Linked DNA regions of Sus scrofa: region 1 is linked to region 2. A link is a contact called in public HiChIP or PLAC-seq data. All regions are on one chromosome and are shown on one strand. The core of a region is the stretch at or near the end of the contact, and the rest is flanking DNA. Distances in the headings are between cores, read along the strand shown. Region 1 has its middle 180 kb from the start of ZFP36L2. Region 2 overlaps THADA (thyroid adenoma-associated protein).

Region 1 (5,240 bases), core at 1,476-3,975, 390 kb before region 2:
TTGGGTGGTATCTATTCACATGTGTTTGCTCATTTTCTCTTTGCACACGCCAGCACTACTGTGGTCCTTGTGCATAGTTGTGTGCATGCGGGTGTCTGTATGCTTTGTGCATGGGTGTCTCTGGTTGGCCTTGTGCAGAGAAAGCCGAAAAATTACTGACAAGGTGTGCTGTGGAATCTCATCATTCTCGAGGACAAGGATGAGGGACCCCCTGCTCCTTCTGTGCCATCTGACATTCACACCCTGACCCAGCCGCCTGACTCCTGCCCTCAATCAACACAGCCCCTGAATTTGTTTGTTAAAACCTCATTTACAGCAGGTGTAGTTGACATCCAGTTCCCAGGAAGCAAGTACTTCCAGAACTGTGTGTGTGTGTGTTCTGGTTCCCTCATTTGCAGCTCGAAAATGTTTCTTTTCCAGCATTTCCATTGCGGCTCAGAGAGTTAAGAACCCAACTAGTATCCATGAAGATGTGAGTTCGATCCCTGCCCTTGCTCATTGGGTTAAGGATCCGGTGTTGCTACAAGCTGCAGCATAGATCACAGAGGAAGCTCGGATCTGGCTTTGCTGTGACCGTGCTATAGGCCAGCAGCTGCAGCTCCCATTCAGCCCCTAGCCTGGGAACCTCCGTATGGTGCAGGTGCGGTCCTGAAAAGCAGAAACAGAAAATGCTCTTCTTCTTGTTGGGAATGAGGAGCAGAGCCCCAGAGAATGCGGGGAAGGTAGAGGGCTGCAGTGGAGAAACAGCAGGCTGGTGGCTGGTTCATCCACAGCTGAAGGGAGGCAGCGGCCATGGGGGCAAGGTCTTGGCCCAGAAGTCTGGGGGGCCCTGGACGGGGCCCAGCTCTGCTACCAGCTGGAGGCCCTGGCTGATGGGAAGCAGCCTCTCCTGTGGTGGTCTGTGCTGCTGTTCAGCCAGGGCCATTGGGGAGAACAAATGGGGTACTCCCCTCACCCTGTGTCGTGTGGAAAAGGCACTTGTCGAAGGGAGTGCGGTCGAGGATGGCGCCCACCTCAGGATGGGAGGCTGTATTGGTTTCCTGTCGCTCCTGTGACAGCTCACCACGAACTTAGTGGTTTAAAATAATCCGCATTTATTTTACAGTCCTGGGGACCACAAGTCCAAAATCAGCCTCACCAAGCTAAAGTCAAGGGATTGGCAGTGCTGTGTGCCTTTTGGAGGCTCTAGGGGAAATGGGTCTCCTTGCCTTTTCCAGATTCTAGAAGCTGCCTGCATCCCTTGGCTTGGGGCCCCTTCCTCCTTCGTGCTGTCACATCGCCTTTCTATTGCTTTGGCCTCTTGCCTCCCTCTGGGAAGGACCCTGGTGATTACCCTGGACCCTCCCAGATAATCCAGGACAGTCTCCTCATCTCAAGCTCCTTGACATGATCACATCTGCCAAGTCCTTTTGGCTGTGAGGTTAACATTTGTTCACAGGTTCTGGGGAGTAGATATGTGGGCCTCTTTTGGGGCCACTGTTTTGTCTACTACCTAGAGAAATCACAGACAAGCTGGCCAAAGTGGGTAACAGTCTTTTTAAATTTTTTATTGGAATATGGCTGACTTACAAAATTGTGTTAATTTCAGGTGTACGACAAAGTAAATTAATTACACATATACATATATCAGTTCCTTTTGACATTCCTTTTTTTTTCTCTTCTTTTTTAGGACAGCCCCTGGGGCATATGGACGTGCCCAGGTTACTGGTTGAATCAGAGCTATAGCTGCTGGCCTACACCATAACCATAGAAACGTGGGATCCGAGCTGCCTCTGTGGCATACACCGCAGCTTGTGGCCATGCAGGATCCTTAACCTGCTGAGCAAGGCGCAGGGATGGAACCTGTGTCCTCATGGATACTATTTGGGCTCTTAACCCTCTGTGCCACAACGGGAACTCCCCCTTTGGATATTCTTGATCCTCCTGCGGTTTCACTGAGGCACCAGTGGGACCCTCACTCCTGCCGAGGAGCCATCTGGTCCTGACGTCTCGTCTGGCGGATTGAGCCCCAGGAACCAGGGTGCGCTGGCTGCCTAAAGGGCCTTTCCTTTCTGCCTGCCTTCCCGGCAGCCCCTGGCCAGGCACCAGCTATGACCTCAGCCCACACTGACCCTTCGGTTCCCCCCTCACCCCCTCCCAGCCTGCTCCAGATCCAGCCTCCGGCCCTGTCCATGCTCCCAGAACACCCCGCGTGACTCGGTTCCTGTTCTGTCACAGCCCCTACTCCCTGCCCCAGAGGCACCTGGGCTCCAGGCTGCCCATCCGCCACCCAGCCCTCTCCACACGTGTGAAAACCACACGCATGGGCGCTCTGCAGCTCCCCGCAGGAAAGCCCAGCCGCAAGACCCAGAGCAGAGGAGAGGGGACACACACAAGCGTGCAGGCCAGTGCCAGGGTTTGGGGATGGGGGGCGGGGATCCAATGGAACAACGGGCCTCCCGGATGCTGTATCAAGCCAAACTCCCCAGCAGAGTCAGCACCACATCTGGAATTAAGCTGGAAATTCCAATTGCTCTCTGCTGCTAAAAAAAAAATGTGTCAAATCTTCCCAGAGATTTTGTGGAAGTGGGAAGCGCTGCGGGGCGGTGGAGGGGAGGGGGGAGCGCTCCCTCCACAGGACCCGTGAGCTTTGGGGAAATCCAGATGTCACAATGTGTCCACAGCCCTCTGGCTGATGGCTCCCCCAGCCTCCCTCATCTGTGCTCCCTGCCCCGTGAAAATTAAAGACGCCTGGAGCAGGGGAGGGGCTGTTTCGCTTCTCCCAAGGACCCACACGTCCGTTCATGTAAGCGCATGTGAGACTGTGACTTTTTTTGATAGGGATTGAGTTATTTTTTCCTGGAGAGGAAAACGTTGACATGCCTTTGGTGGATCGTCCGCCCAGAAATTTCCAATGCATGAAGAAGCTGTGCTCTTCCCTTTGCTCTAACACACACACACACACACACACACACACACACACGCACACACCTTCCAAAGGCCCAGAACTCACTGTGTGGTCTGAGCCCCTTCAGGGCCTCGCTGCACTGCTAGCCCAGCCCCAACCAGTGCGGGATGGGGATTCCATAGAGCTGGGTCTGCAGGGCCAGGGAAGCTTGGACCACTTGCTCGTTCTCAATCTCTAGGCAAGTGGATGAATTTCCTGTTACTGCTGTAACAAATCACCACAAGCTGAGTGACTTCAACAACACAAATATATTCTCTTACAATTCTGGAAGTCGGAAGTCCAAAATCAGCCTCGCTGGGCTAACGTCAAAGCATCTCCAGGGGAAAATCCATTTCCTTATCTTTTTTCACATCTAGAGGCTACCTCTATTCCTTGGCTTATGGCCCCTCCCTTCTATAGCAAGCATCCTCTCGGGTCCTTACCCAGAGCATCAGAGGGTCTGTCTCCCCAGGCCTCTTCCCGTTCTGATACTAACATCCTAGGTCTCTGGGACCTTGGGGGAAATGGGCCCGGCCCCTCCCCACTCTCCTCTTTGCTGAATCTCTGGGGCTCGTATTGTCTCTTTTTGTCCTCTTCCTCCAGCCCAGGAGTCTGACATCCCAGGCTGGGGCTTTTGCCCCTCAGTTTCATTCTCAACAAGTGAAGAATTCATCCCAGCCCCAACTTAGTTTAGGATCTGAATTATACTTTTCTCCAAGGCAGGGCTCTCGACTGCCCAGCTGTCATGCGGGGGCCAAGGATCCTGATCCCGATTCAAGGATGTTGGGTGGGTATCCAAGACGTCCAAATGGAGGGGCAGGGATGCGGGTACCCTTCCTGGCAGTGGTCCTTACCAGCCTGACCTCCCAGAGCTCAGGCCACCCGGTCACAGCGTGACATTGAAAGTCCCTCGCCAGGGAGAGAGGGATGAGGCTGACCCAGCCTGGGTAGTCCCATGGGACCCAATAGTACAGACTGGTGTCCTTGGTGGCCTCCCGAGTAAAGAGCCTCTTTGAGCCAGACCTTCCTTCTTCCTTTTCTTTCTTCCTTTCCCTCCCTTCCTTTTTGTCTGACCCAGTGCCTGGTCCTTTGTCAGGCACAGGATAAGAGCTGGAAGGGCTCGGTCCCCCAGCCTGTGAGAAGCACTGCCCACAGCCCCTCCCAAGCAGTGAGAGTTCCCAAGTGTGGAAGCCAAATGGGGCTGCCCGAGGTGCCAGGAGGGCTTCCTGGGGCTGGTGGTGCTGCATTTTCCACCCTCAAACACACTAAAACACTGAGCCACCCGCACACGCCATGTGAGGGGAGGCAGCCACGCTTCGGCTCGTGCTCTTCCCACTGCTCGACATCTTTCCACTTGCCTCTCCTGGATAGCTCTGGCTCAGGTGCCACCTCTTCCAGGAAGCCTTCCCTGAAGTCTGGGGAGGTTGAATCTCCTCCTTGATTCTCCTAGCGCCCCACAGAGAGGCTCCTCGTGTCCAAGCCAGAAACTGATTTTATGCTGCAGTCAAGAGAAAGCCTTGGCCTTGGAGGGGCCTAGAGTGGAGGGGGACAGTGTCTGGTGAAATGGCACTGGGCTTTGCTGAGCCTGCTTTTTTTGAGCCGATGGGCCCTTACAGATCCCCCAGTCCATCTCCTTTCCGGATAGTGGTGCTGGGACCAGAAAACCCTTCTCCTGGTTTTAGCCCTCTGTCCTTCCCATGACCCATCCCATCTTGATGGGGGCTGTGTCCTGACCACCTCAGTGTCCGTGAGTGCTTGGTGAACCAACATGCGGGGGTGCTTATGGGGGAACTGAACCCGCCAGAGACAAGTGTTTCGGAGGCACATGGCATTGATGTCACCATTTGGTCACATGCTGTCCTAACTCTCAAAGTGGAGCCTAGGTTTCATATTATCCCTTTATGGCAGAGATGCTAAGAGAAAGATGGGTCTGAGTTCCAGCTCGGCCTCTTCTGAGCTGTGTGACCTCTTTGAGAAACATCTGGATCCGAGATCCAGCTTGGCCTCTTCTGAGCTATGTGACCTCTTTGAGCTCCCACATCCTCATCAGCAAAACGGGGACCCGCGCTGGACAGACCTTTGTTTTGATGATTAAATAAGATGACATATGCCAAGTTCCCATTGTGGCACAGCGGAAATGAAGCTGACTAGTGACCATGGGGTTGCAGGTTTGATCCCTGGCCTTGCTCTGTGGGTTGAGGATCTGGCGTTGCCGTGAGCTTTGATGTAGGTTGCAGACGCGGCTAGGAGCCAGTGTGGCTGTGGCTATGGTGTAGGCCTGCAGCTGTAGCTCTGATTCGATTCCTAGCCTTGG
Region 2 (4,999 bases), core at 239-2,738:
TGACTACACACCAAAAATGTTGTTTATAAAGCCATTTAGAAGGAACTGCCCACAAATATTTTCTAATACATTTTTTCCTTTTGTCTAATTCAAATTGTGATTGCTTCATTTTTTCCTCCTTTAAGTCCAATTTTGTTCTTTGTATTTACTTCTACTTCTTTATTTGCCATTCAACAAGGGGCAGTCCATCATAAAACCTACTCCATGCTTTCTAAAATTTATGTAGTACCAAGTAACTTCAACCTGTAAGTACACTAAGAAAGAAAAAGGGGGACAAACCAACAAATCAGGTGGTAGGAGATAAATATCCTTACATACACACAAAGCCTCACTCTCTCCACAGAGATCCATAAATAGGGTGGCCAAGGCTTATTTATAGAAAGGACAAAGGGACAGGATAAAAATGAAAATACAGCCAAAGAAGCCTCTTCGTCTCCTCTGGCCTGATTTAAATAGGGTTACTCAAGTTCATGGATTGGTAATAGATGATGTTGCAAAATTAGGATGAATCAGAGTCATCACTAAAATATTGTTTTATTCTAAGAATGGACAATATCATATGTTTTGCCCTAAAACACATGACTCATAGGGAGCCCATGATTCCTTTTCCATTCTTCCCTGAAATTTGACAAAAAAAAAAAAAAAAAATCAGAAAGGGTAAGTTAGGGGAGCCACATACCTAGAGTTTCACACCATTTTAATGGTGGTTTCAATCCTGCTATTACTCAGATATGCGACTCAGGTTAAGTCACTTAACTTCTGAGTCTCAGTCTCCTATCTATTAAACGGGGATAATTATACCTAACCTAACTCCCTTACCAGGTTACCACTAGGATCAAATGTGAAAGTACTTTGAAATCATCAATTTCTGCTGATTCGACCTCCTATTTCTCAATTCTATTCATTTCTTTCAACTTTCATTGTCACTATTCTAATTCAGACCACCAACATTTCTTCCCTAGGCTGGATCACCTTTATAAATAGCAGAACACCACAGTATACCGTTCACGAGGAAAATGAGAAAGCCAAGCTAAATGTATTCCATTTCACCATCTAACATTTATTTGACATTCTCCTGTGACTGCGGTCTGTATGTATTTGTGGGCATGTATATTAAAATGTCCTTTGTTTTACGAAATGATTCTGACAGGTGGTGCATTTAACATCCTTACTTAACAAAACGAAAAGGTTAGTAACTCCATTATGGTGATCCACAAAATTTAATTTTTTTTTTCTGGTTCATGAAGTCCAAATGTTTGGGTACCATTAGCCTATATTATCCTAACAAACAAAGCCATTCAAACAAACTCATCCCTGGTCTTCAAACTTTTACTTCCAATCCAGCTTTATTGTGTTCTCTACACAGTGGTCAAACTGATCAAACTAAAACAAATCTAATCCCTTTATACCTGTGCTTGAAATAACTTCCTTGCTCCTGTGTCCTCAGGTTGGCTGACCTCATCTCAGGCCACGTGGCCCTTGCACTCTGCATAGCAATCATGTGTTGTGATGGCTCATATCACTCCTGACTTCTGAACAGGAACAGCCCCCTCCTATATCACCTCCTCTTTCTCAGGTAAATACTGCATATCCTTTTGCTCAGCCATTATCTTTTTTGCTCTAAGGTGTCTTCCTTGATTCCTCTAAGCCCATATTCCATGTATCCACCATGTACCATTACAGCAGCAACTCTTACTTCCTTCACTGTAGAACTTCACTAATATGTTGATAAATATTTACTGGGCTTCTGCTATATGTCAGGCACTGCTCCAGGTGCTGGAGATGGAGCAGTGAATGAGATAAAGATCCACTCCCAAGGAGCTGACATTCTAGTAAGAGGAAGCAGGTTAGAAGTTAAAATTCAAAATAACAGAGAAGTGAAACACTTGGTGATGGTTCATCCCTGTATTCCACGGACCTGGAACAATGTCTGGCTCCAAGCTGGTGCTCAAAAAATATTTGTCGAATGAATAAACATTCATTTTAGGAGTGTCAAAAAGCACTATACAAGTGTGAAGCCTTGACAACTGTGGGCATTGGGTTCACATCGGCCTATTAAAATCTCTTCCTAGAGTCTGGCTTAAGTTTTCAGAAGCCTTAAAGCGGGCTGCATCAGTCATATCAGGGCATTCGATATTCTAAGACTTGGTTTTACACTTGGCAGAAGTAGTACTTTTACCAGTAATTTTCAGATCAAATGAGTTAAGCACTGAAGGCTCAAACGTCCCAACTTGGCACAGTCTCCATCTTCCTCAAACTCAAAACACAAAATTAAAAGAAAGCCAGTTCCTTATATGGTTCAGACACCAGGATGTTGGCCTCCTACTCTACCAAAAAGGTTCACACTGGAAAAGTCAATAACTACCAGGAACAAGGGCCTTGTCAGATCACTGTCAAGGCATAATCCCACCTGAGCTGTCACCCACTGAAGTGAATTAAAGTCAAGAAAGTCAACATTTAATGAATATTCACTTGCCTTTGGTTCAAGAATGGTCTTAGAAATAAGCTTTCCTTTAATTAAGAACAAAAGTACCCCAGAAAGCTGAAATGAGATCTGAGGAACAGTCCACCTGAGTCAGCTAGTCAGCATAAGGAAGAGTTGGCAGTCCCTGGCTGACAATGCTCCAGAGTGTGACTGAAACACCATTCTGTTCATGTAAAGATGTGGAAAACACCGAGTGCCTGTCATGGTTCAGTGGAAACGAATCTGACTAGCATCCATGAGGATACAGGTTTGGTCCCTGGCCTTGCTCAGTGGGTTAAGGATCCAACATTGCCATGAGCCGTGGTGCAGGTCACAGACGTGGCTCAGATCCCTAGTTGCTGGGGCTGTGGCGTAGGCTGGCAGCTACAGCTCCGATTCGACCCCTAGCCTGGGAACCTCCATGTGCCGCAGGTACCACCTTAAAAAGACCAAAAAAAAAAAAAAAAAAAAAAAAAAGAGAGAGAGAGATTTGGAAAACAGATTTTTCTGGACAGATCTAGGCCTGACATCTCTACTACCAAGCTGACAAGCCAAAATATGAACCTGGTACAAAGGTACCCAGCAGTTCTAAAAAGAGCTTGCGGTGTTTATAGACTGCTAATTCTCAATCCTGGGCCTAGACATACACCAATCAATCAAGCAATGGACAGTCGTGTCCTGAGCAGTATGCTAAGTGCTCTGGAGGACACCGGCAGCGCACATTAAGGTTCAATTCTAAGCCTCAAGGACTTAACATCAAGCTTAAAACATATGACAGAAGTTAAAGCATGATTGAAGGACTGGCATGGTAAGAGCTAACAAAGTGGCACAAGCTTGCTCTGGAGGCCAAAGCAGAGGGATGCTCAGGGAAACCTAGCTCCATGGATGGAAGGCACCAGGAGGTGGACAGATTTGGAAATGTAGAGAAAGAGCAGTCTTAAATTAGTCTTGGTGGCTCCAGGGCTTGAAGGACAGCTAAGGGTCCCCTTTCCCAGAGGCGGGGGAGGTTGAAGGAGGAGGAAGTATGTGGAGGAGAAGGGGCTGGCAGGAAACCATGGAGAGAGAGACGAGCAAGGCCTGCCTGGGGACGAAGGAAGAAGCTGGACCAAAATGCTCCTGGAGGAGGGAGCAGGTTGGACGTCAGAAGGCCCTGAATGCAAGCTAATGAGTTTCAACCAGATTTCTCAAATCCTGGAAATCTACTTGAAGTTTTGGCCAGTGAGTAACATGACTGTGTTTAAGTCTGTCCTAAACATTTTTATATAAGTCTACACTGCCCACAAAAAAAAAGAATTAAAAAGAGACTTTTTCTCAACTATGTTCCTAAAGTTTAAAAAAACCCTATCACTGTCACTAAATCTTAGATCACTCCGTAAATCACACATCCTTGAGTAAACACGGTAAACACTGAACGGTCCATTTTACACAGCACTGAAAAAATGACTTCTTAAAGGCAAACTCAGTCCTAACTACATTCACTCCCTGACTTCACCCTCCCCCTAAAACCTGACTAGGGTCTTTATTTTGCATTAAGTGTTACAGATTTCCTTATGGACCTGGAAGGAAGAGCTGTTAGTCATCAATCTGGATGGTGTGCATTAATAGGGTCTTTGTTCAGAACATTTAATTATAGGTTTGAGCCTTGGACGAATGCAAAATGAAAATATTGGAGGGGACTTTCCTTCTGCTAATCTGCCAGCCAAGCAGTACCATGGATTCCAAAACGGTCCCTCCGCACATCATTTGGAGAGGCGGTCTCTTCCCTGGGGTCTGGGACATGGCTTCCTTCTCTGGCCTGATCTTGAGCTGCCCTGGGCCACTCAGCTTCCAACAGAGTTCAGGCAATCAAAGGCCTGAGGATGCTCAGATGTAATTTGGGCGGTTTCATACCTTTTAGATGTTTGTGCCTCAACAAAGGCAACATGACCGTACTCGCTCACTCTCGCTGGCTCCAGGCGACCCCAGGACTGTCCCACCTTTGACCCCATGAGCTGTGTAGAAGGAGTCCAGAGTTTCAAGCCAAGCTTTAATCTATTTTCAAGTTTATGAAATGATTTTACTCTGGCAAGTAATTATCTGGGGAAGACTGCTGCATATGCTGAAAATGCAGTATTTGTGTGTGCATTTTACACATTAATTATTGTAGAGATGTTAGCATTTAAAACCTGTACGGTGACAGTGTGTTATCATGATGATCATTTTGAACTGTTTAGAAATATTGCATCACTATGTTGTGTAACAGGAACTAACACAGTGTCATAGGTCAGTTGTGCTTCAAAAACAAGCAAACAAACAAACTCATTGAAAAAGAGATCAGATTTGAGGTTCCCGAGATGGAGGTGGTTAGAATTAGAGGAAGATGGTTGAAAGGTACAAACATCTAGTTATGAGATAAATACTAGGGACACAATGTACAACATGATAAATATAATTAATACTGCTTTATGTTATAAATGAAAGTGGTTAAGAGAATAAATCTGAAAGCGTTCTCATCACAAGAAAAAAAATTTTTTCTGTTTCTTTAATTTTGTATCT

What was found. HiChIP or PLAC-seq counts read pairs in DNA pulled down with a chosen protein or histone mark.
Region 1: a contact with region 2 is called in an H3K27ac HiChIP or PLAC-seq map of skeletal muscle. The contact joins two enhancer-like sites. A contact is called at or near these places in 1 of 47 Hi-C or Micro-C datasets (skeletal muscle) and 2 of 2 datasets of contacts at active chromatin or transcription factors (alveolar macrophages and skeletal muscle).

The regions. Positions count from the first base shown.
Region 1 is chr3:97,378,591-97,383,830 of Sscrofa11.1, reverse strand. No RefSeq gene overlaps it. Among named protein-coding and RNA genes, the nearest start is that of ZFP36L2, 180 kb to the right of the region's middle. Within about 2 kb of position 2,725, at least 25 of the 83 cell types and tissues checked have an H3K27ac peak or open chromatin away from gene starts, as enhancers often do. A contact at or near this core is called in skeletal muscle, where this site is marked.
Region 2 is chr3:96,992,485-96,997,483 of Sscrofa11.1, reverse strand. The region is part of intron 28 of THADA (thyroid adenoma-associated protein); the gene reads right to left. Among named protein-coding and RNA genes, the nearest start is that of THADA, 120 kb to the right of the region's middle. Within about 2 kb of position 1,488, at least 8 of the 83 cell types and tissues checked have an H3K27ac peak or open chromatin away from gene starts, as enhancers often do. A contact at or near this core is called in skeletal muscle, where this site is marked.